Regions from separate parts of the Hordeum vulgare genome. Here region 2 is linked to region 1. The links are chromatin contacts, called in public Hi-C maps. All regions are on one chromosome and are shown on one strand. The core of a region is the stretch at or near the end of the contact, and the rest is flanking DNA. Distances in the headings are between cores, read along the strand shown. Region 1 holds the start of LOC123449284 (glucan endo-1,3-beta-glucosidase 3-like). Region 2 holds the start of LOC123449285.

Evidence for each region. A called contact is a pair of places that touch in the nucleus more often than the background predicts.
Region 2: a contact with region 1 is called in a Hi-C map of leaf, with 1.9 times the contacts expected there. The contact joins the promoter of LOC123449285 here to the promoter of LOC123449284 in region 1. A contact is called at or near these places in 1 of 6 Hi-C or Micro-C datasets (leaf) and 1 of 1 datasets of contacts at active chromatin or transcription factors (embryo).

Annotation. Positions count from the first base shown.
Region 1 is chr4H:529,081,618-529,085,873 of MorexV3_pseudomolecules_assembly, forward strand. LOC123449284 (glucan endo-1,3-beta-glucosidase 3-like) reads right to left here and starts at 1,971. Exons shown (of 3, transcript XM_045126438.1): 1 at 1,601-1,971. The coding sequence starts at 1,667.
Region 2 is chr4H:529,303,752-529,308,007 of MorexV3_pseudomolecules_assembly, forward strand. It overlaps LOC123449285, which reads left to right and starts at 1,846. Exons shown (of 15, transcript XM_045126441.1): 1 at 1,846-2,073; 2 at 2,147-2,195; 3 at 2,704-2,881. The coding sequence starts at 1,925.

The DNA.
Region 1 (4,256 bases), core at 721-3,220:
GAACATATACTAATTGCACAGACATGCGTGATGCCGATGCTAAAGTGTCATGAATAAAACAGTAATAAATTGACGAGTACAAAAAGAGAAGAGAGGAGTGTTTTATAAAGCTGAAAACAAGCCACTCCAGGTTTTCATATTGCGGAAAATGAGCATGGGACATTTGGTAGGGGGCACACAGCTAGCTGTAAAGCACAAACTGGGTATGGGGCGAGACGTTGGGAACAACAGCCCAACACTGTGGCTTTGGTCTTTCGTGCGGCCATCCGCGCAACCCCGGGCTCTCGTGGGTGCAGTGCACCGCACACAAGGCAAGCAAAGATAGTCTGTGTGCCTGTGTCGCGTAGTACGCCATGGACGCGACTTCATTAGCTACGCAGGGCCCGCTGGCCAGTACTACGACACAATGCCAGGTGGTCCCCATGAACATCATCTTTTCCTTTCACAGTCAAACGGGTAGAACTGGACGGTGCTGTGCACGCTCAGGGTACTGTAATGAGCAGTATCTTGTCGCAATCGGCATGTGATCCGTGACATAATTACTGAGTCATTTACACCGGTTAACCCTGATGATCACACCAACCCCTACTCAGTGGATTGACCATGAGATCCTACTGCTTGACCACGATGGACGCCCACCGACAGACACGGTGCCCGGCTCAAGAAAACCTTGGCAGTAACCCAATGTTGAAACATCACGACGATCCTGTGGGTAAATTAACTACCGGCGGGGAGAAGGAAAGAGGAGGACATGGTGGGCCCACAAAGGCTGACGCTAAGCATGGGCCGCCGTACGAGCTCAGCGGCCACCGTCTCTTTCTGCTTAAACTTATGTGCACAAAGCCATCACGGCATCACAGATTCATGGGATGCCGGGGTTGGTTCTTGGTTACTACTATACATTATTTTAGTACGTGTAGGTAGATTAGCAAGGGGTGTGGCCGTTTGATGCTACTGGTAATATTCCTTGCCCTAGCTCCAAGCAAATCTTATTCTAAGCCCCTATTGATAGAATATGTAATGATAACAAGACCAGATGTTCTTATGGAACGTGCATAACTTGTATAAAAACTAGTCCGTTGCACGTGAAATGGGCAAGGAATACACGGGCTGGAAAAGCCCGGAGAAGGGAATCCCAGGGAGACCCGGTGGGCAAGCACAGAATAGGCCGAGCAGGACGAGTAGTCAAATCCAAACCCCGAAAGATACCGCTTGATTTGCCCGTATACAGTATCACATACTACTCCTATCAATAGCTCAAAGAATCACGTCAAAAAAATAGCTCAAAGAATTGATCTGGTGTTAAGAGAAAGCTGATGGCTGAACATTCCCAGCAGGACAAGCCAGAAACACACCGGATCATAAGACGACAAAGGAAAAAAATCCAAGAGAAAGGGACGGCACTAGTTCGACTAGTCTCAATCACAATCAGCCGGGTTCCCAGGGTTGCTGTAAAAAAGATAAAAACCAGCCTAGCCTAGTCCGTAATGTCGAATCAACACTGCAGCAGCACGGAGATCGTCCGAGATGGAAGAGCAAGCATGGTGTACAGCAATATACATACATACAGGAATAAGAAGAAGCGAAGAAACAAGCTCACCATCTTCAGCGTGAATAGCTTCGGCGGCGGCCAGCAGCAAGAGGAGGTAGAAGTGGATCTTCGCCATGTCGTCGCCAAAAGAAAAAGGCCCAGCCAGGAGCTCCAAACCACTTTGGCTCGGTCAACCTCCGGTACCCGTGTATCTCTCTCTCTCTTCTCCGCTCTGTTTTCTCTCTCCCAGCTCGGAGGAAGCAAAAGGATCCTAGCTAGCTACACCTTTTCTGCAAGATCCAGACTGCCTAACTCGAAGGATGGTAACTTGGGCAAGAAGAGCAAGCCGAAGAAGTGAAATGAAGAGGAGGAAGAAGCCGAAGAAGTGGAAGGGGATGAGGAGGGGAGAAAGAGGCCGAGAGGAAGAAGAGAAGCTGGAGAGGACGGGAGAGGCGTGGCGAGTGGGCCTATTAATATGAGGACGCAGAAAAGGAGGGGCTTTTGTGCAAAAGTGGGGGACGCAGCCCAATGGGAGGGGGAGCCCACCAATGGATCCGTTGCTTCGTGCGACTACTCACTCCTTCCCGGTGCCTCGCCCGTCACTGACAGCTGCGCCCACCACCTTTGGACGGCCCGCATGTCAGCAAGGAAGGCATCTTTCGGGAGACAGCCCTACGGTTAAGCAGCACGGATCACATGGCGCATGTCAGACATCCGACGGCTGCGATGCGATCTCGGGGAGCCAAGAGGCGGTGTTTCGCGCGGGTTTTCCTCTCGTGCACCCGCTCGGCGCTGACCCTCGCGTACGTATGTTCGACTGAGATGTGGACCCTCGGGAACGCCTGGTCCCGCGGCACCGTACCGGCCATCTCTGCGCCGCTTCCCCAGCTGCGCCTGCGCGTCGCAGCATCCCGCCTGCTTGGGACAACGGGAAAGATACGAACAAGCCACAGTAAAGCGCTGCCTGCTCACCGACGTGTGGGCCGGCGGGGCGGACCCGCGTGTCAGCTGCAGCGGGACACCAGGCGATCGGACAGTGGCGCAGACAGGTGGGCGCACCATACGAGGAGTGGACAGTGGAGGAGGTCTTCGGCGTGGCGGAGCAACGGTCAAAAACTCGCGACTCCGCCATGTGGCTCGGCTCTGGGCTGGAGGCGGAGAGGATTGGGTGCGCCGCGCGGTGCACGCACGCACGCTTGCTTCTTCGGCTTTCGGACCCCAACGGTCGTATTTGCATGTCCGCAGAGACAGGCCGCCTCGGCGACAGCCGACATGACCGTAGCTGTACCATCGGCTGCTGGTACGCAGGGCTCCTTTCAATTTCTTTTTTGCTTGCGTGCTTTGCTGATACGATGCTTGAAGGTTGCGAATGGGGTCGTTAAATTTGACCTGAGGCATGTCGCGTGCACCGGTGGAAGTTTGTTTCTCCCTATGACCAAGGGAATATACGGCCAAGTGGAGGTGTTCGTTGTTTATGGCACTGTATAATACTCCTCCGTTTCTAAATATAAGACTTTTAAGAGTTTTTAATAGAAAGGTACATGCAGATTATATAGACATTCATTTATTTTATTTCGTATGTAGTTCTCTAGTGAAATATCTAAAAATACTTATATTTACGAACCGGGGGTAGTAATTTTCTATACTTTCGAGTCTACGAGTTCATGACATCCCTAGGGCATGTATAATGGCGGCACCACATTGCTGTTATCCGATGAATCCACGTAGACTAAAAAGTGTTAGAGTTGTGTCGAATATTGTGTACACGGTAGGTTATAGTTGGACTCTGAGTTGTATTGTGTTTAGATAGGATATGGAGTCTGTCCAAACAGGACACTTATATCCTAGGCCTCTCATATATAGCGGGGGTAGACACACGATGTAACCTATGCCAACATAATAGCACACACGCGCACGGGGAGCCGGCGGCGTGTGCCGGCGCCCAAGGCGGCCAGGGTGTGGTATTGTGACGGTGTCACGGGGAGGAGCGCCCGTAGTCATGCCCCGAGGATGTAGCTATATCGGTGAACCTCGTTAACAAATCTCGGTGTCATGCTCGTGTGATCGCTTGGTCCTTGGATGATTGACGAAGTGCCTTGGATTATTCTAACAAGTGGTATCATGAGCAAGGTTCGAGACTGCGCGGAAGTTTATTTAGAGGAGAAGGAAAGCTCGACGTTGATCGATGTTGTCCGCATGGTTCGACGATTGATCTGGAGGAGTCGGAAAGTACATGTAGCAATCGGAAGCAGCAGGAAGCGGCAGATTGCACGGAAACAGCGATCACAAATTCGTGCTCGAGGACGTCTCGGAGGATGGCGGCGACTCTGATTGATTCCACGTGAAAAGCTTGAAGGTACAGCGGCCAAGACCCTGGCGGTAGCGCGTGGTCCAGTGGGGCACGTAAGGTTGAGCTAGAGTGGTAGGCCAGGTAGGTACGCATGAGCAGGCCGCGGCTCTTGATCCAAGCGAAGTAACAATGCCTAATAGGCTAGCCTGACCAAGGCTGTTGGCTAGCATGAGGCATGCTCAACACGGACGTGTTGCATGCAAGGATATGGTGCTGAGATGTGCAAGTACGAGTTAGCTAGGCGAGCTTGACGGCGTGAGATTTGTTTTGGAAACAAAAGGAGGACCGAGTCCTCATACGGCATGACAGACACAAGGCAGCAGCTGATCGTATTGGAAAGGAAAAATCCATCACGTTGATATCCATTGGAATTAG
Region 2 (4,256 bases), core at 596-3,095, 220 kb after region 1:
AATCAATCTCTTCCTCTCAAGGACACTTTTTGTCAAAGAGGGTGAGAGTACTCATAAGAAGAAGACGAACAAGGAAGGGGGTGGCAATGCCAAGAAGGGCAAAACCGTCCCTACCAACAAAGCCGATGATTTTAACTCCTCTTATGTTTTATGTCGTGCTAGTGATGGTCATGGTTATGCTAAATTTGTTGGTTCTTGTTATGAGTACATTTAATGGACTATTTGGGTTCCTAAGACCCTTGTTACTAACATCAAATGACCCATTCAAGAATGGGTACCTAAATCCAAGCATTGATCTCTTGTAGGAGTTTGCTTCCGGTGGGATGTCATGGTTGCTCGACATTGGAGCCACAAATCATATGACCGGGAGCAAGGACTTGGTGGTGGATGTGCATCCAATTCCATCTATGCCCACCCATGTCCAATTTGGTGATGCCTCAACACCTAAGGTATTGGGACTTGGCAAGGTGGTCATCTCTCAAGATTTATCTATAGAGAAGGTCATGCTTGTTGAGTCCCTTGCATACAATTTTCTTTCCGTTTGTCAACTTGCAATTATGGGCTTTGCCACATTCTTTGATCTTGATACCATGGCCCTTTTGTGGAGAAAGACTCTTAAAGTAGCCTTTGTTGGACATGTCGAGAACGGTCTCTATGTGGTGAACTTTTCGGAGCCACCCGCTAAGACCGTGACTTTTCTAATGGCTAAAGTTGATGTGGGTTGGCTTTGGCATCGCCAACTAGCTCATGTCAGTATGAGATCTTTGCAAAGTCTCCTCAAAGGGGATCATGTTCGTGGACTAACAAATGTGAGTTTTGCCAAACACCATGCTTGCAGTGCTTGTATTGAAGGAAAGCTTCGTGAAACGGCTCACCGTCCCATGACTATCATCTACTATAAGAGGCCATTGGAGCTCCTTCACATGGATCTCTTTGGTCCTCCATCCTTTGATAGTCTTGTGGGAAGAAAGCATTGCTTCGTGATTGTGGATGATTACTCAAGATACACTTGGGTGTACTTCTTCAAGAGGAAGAGTGAGACTCAACAAATCGTCATCGACTTTGCTAATGAAGCTCAACGTCAACATGAAGCAAAGATATTGATGATTAGAAATGACAACGGTACCCGAGGTCTTGCGCCAATGCGAGTCCCTCCCTACATGCGATTGGCTCTAGCATCAAAGGATCGATCATTCATTGAATAACAAGCATGGAAGAGCCGAGATATGTACCATCTTTGTCCCGACAAACAGCAACAACAGTACTACATTATGAGTAGTAGAGACCTCAACACCAACAATAATCTTTATAAAACCTTTAGCTCGCGGAATCCATGTATTGGTCTCATACAAGATTTAAGTCATTCTTCTAGCTGATCCAACTCAGCTATAAAGTTTACAATGAAACTGTGTGTTGCATGTTGGCTTTGGTTTATACCCTTATGAATCAGCTTCCTCCTCACATAACAAACTGCCCATAAAGTTACCGTCATCCTAGTCAACTCATTATGCTTGAGAACTTTCATCATAGAGAATAACCTTTTTTTTAGGTGAATCATAGAGAATAACCTAGCACCGGTTGATGGTTCAAATCCCCATTTTGGCTAGTCGCCCAACAGCAAAACCAGATGATGGGAGTACTATTTTTTTTACGACGATGATAACAAGCTACGTGAAACCTGATTGCGGGCTAAAATGGACAAACCCAAACGCAACAGAGCCAAAATGGGTAAAATCCTAAATTTTAATCAGAGGCCTGGCTAGCCCAACTTGGGTGCCCGGGCTTGTTGTTGGGTGGGATTGAGTTAGAGTGACCCCCCCCCCCCCCCCCACACACACACACCAAAACTCGATCTACTCGCAGTCTCAACATTCTTCCTCGCCTAAATCTCCCTCCGCTCTCCCGCTCTAACCCTAATCCGACAATGGCCTTCGACATCGACTCTCTTCCTCCCCTCCTCGGCCCCGACTCCGACTCCGACTCCGACCACCTCCCCCCCGCCCCGCGCCGTGGCCGCCCTCTTCGGCCTTCACCGGCGCCGCGGGTGGAACCCTCGCCTCCGACGACTGACAGGTACTTAGCGCGCCTTTCTCTTATCCTTCTGTTGTGCGAGAATTCTCTGTCGTGATCCCTGTCTGGTTTGCAGGTGCGAGGCTACCCCCGCCCCGGAGGGCACCGGTGGAGCTGCCCAGCAGGTGCGGCGTTTTGTATGCGTGGTTATTGGAAGTTGCAGCGTTTGCAGATTCCATTTTCCTTGGTCTTGGGAATGGGTTTAGCCATAAATATTACTTCCATTGTGTCATAATCCATGCCTGTTAGGGCATTGCCACCTTCACTGTTACAGACTCTAAGATGGAGCATTTTTCTGAAGTAGGGAGGGAGGAAATATGTCATGTATATTGTATCCTGATACTGCACCCACGTTGCCGTGCCCTGCTTATCTAGCAACCCATTTCCATGCAATTGCTTTGACTATGCCTGTGAACCTTCTTTTATCACCTGATAGTGAAGAGAATTTTGTTCTACGTGCGCACTTGCTGAAATTGGCACCATACTATTCATTACCAAGTTGATCTATTCAATGATCTGCTCTCGCAACCTTTAAATGTGCCAAGATCTTTCCTATGAAGCTATGGTATTGAAGCTGCTTAGCAACATGTTAAATTACTTATTGACTTTTGAATTGTGCTCGTCATATTTCAGAGTTGGCCAGGGTTACCAAGGGGTGTACAATTTAACCCAAGCGACAGTGATCTTCTATGGCATCTGGCTGCAGAAATGGGGAATGGCTTGGCTCATCGCCATCCATTCATCAGTGAATTTATTAAATCTGGTGATGAAGGTGCAAGATTTGGCTGTACCCATCCTCGAGATATGCCAGGTATTTTTACTCTTGATGGAATGTATTTACCGAAAATACACCTTGGGACATGATGCCAGGCGAGGTCCATATCTTCAACGTTCAATCCTAAGCTTCGTGCTTTATTCATACAACGATTCACGTATAAACTCAGAGAGAAATGGAACGATGGTGTATTAAGGTTGTATTCCACAGTGCAATAATGACACAGACCCACCACATTTACCCACTGGCGACACACTCTCATTTCAGCTTAGCAGCTGTTCAACAGATACATGCACCAGGGGTTTATTAACTCCACCTCGCAGCTCCCCCTCTCCCATTCAGTCATTCTTCTTCCTTCCCCTTCTTCCTCCTCTTGTTCACTCTTGTGCTCATGTGCTGCTGTATGCATATGCACAATAGTTCATCGGCTCGTCCATGGTATCTGAGATCCAATCATAATGTGTGTATAATGTGGTGTAGGATCATTTGATTGTTATTAGGGGGATATGTCAATTTTGTTGGGCAGTGTGTAACATCGAACAGGGACAATGCTGAACAGGACCGCCTTCATTGCTCTCCTTGCAGCAAAAGCATGCCAGCAGATTAGTGCCTCCGATGAACCAACTGGGAGAGAAATATAGTGTAGCATAATTAATTATGTAAAAGAAATTGATTAGTGCCTTCGATGAACCTAATCAAGAATCGATCGATTAAGAGGATAACTATGTAAAAGACAATCGATTAGATCTCCCTCCTCTATGTAGTTTATTTCTACTTAATCAGCATCAACCCATAGCCAGTTATTAGCTTTAATTATGCATGCACCGTCAGAGACAGAATTATGTACGAACCTTGTCTATTTGTACTTACATAGCGAGTTATTAGTATTATGCACGCACTGCCAGAGACAGAAATTATGTACCAACAGTCTTGACAACTATTAATTAGTACATAGAACTTTTTGTACCTCATAATTTCCCCCCTGACTTATTACTCTTGTTAGCTGGACGTAACGAAGACCCCATCGACGTTGCACACACTAAATATTGTCAGTGCATGCACTATCAATGCAAATCGTACATGTTGCTGCTCAGTCGCCAGTGCCAAGGTGCTTTGTATAGATCGCCCTCCGACAAATCCTACTCTGTCACCTCAACCACAGTGTCTAACCGAGTAGCATCAGCACTGAAAACAACTAAATCCGGGAACTGGGCGTAACTCCACGATCCAGATGGATTACCATCTGTCCATCTTCTCCCCTGCTAGAAATTCCAGGATATTTGTACAGGATTGATAGAGAGAGATGTGTATGCTTAGTGCTTACAGAAAATAAAGATCTAATCTGGGCTCATTACGGTTGCCGAATTCCATGAAATGCGGTGATGAACTTTGTCTTCCTCATTCAAGCTAT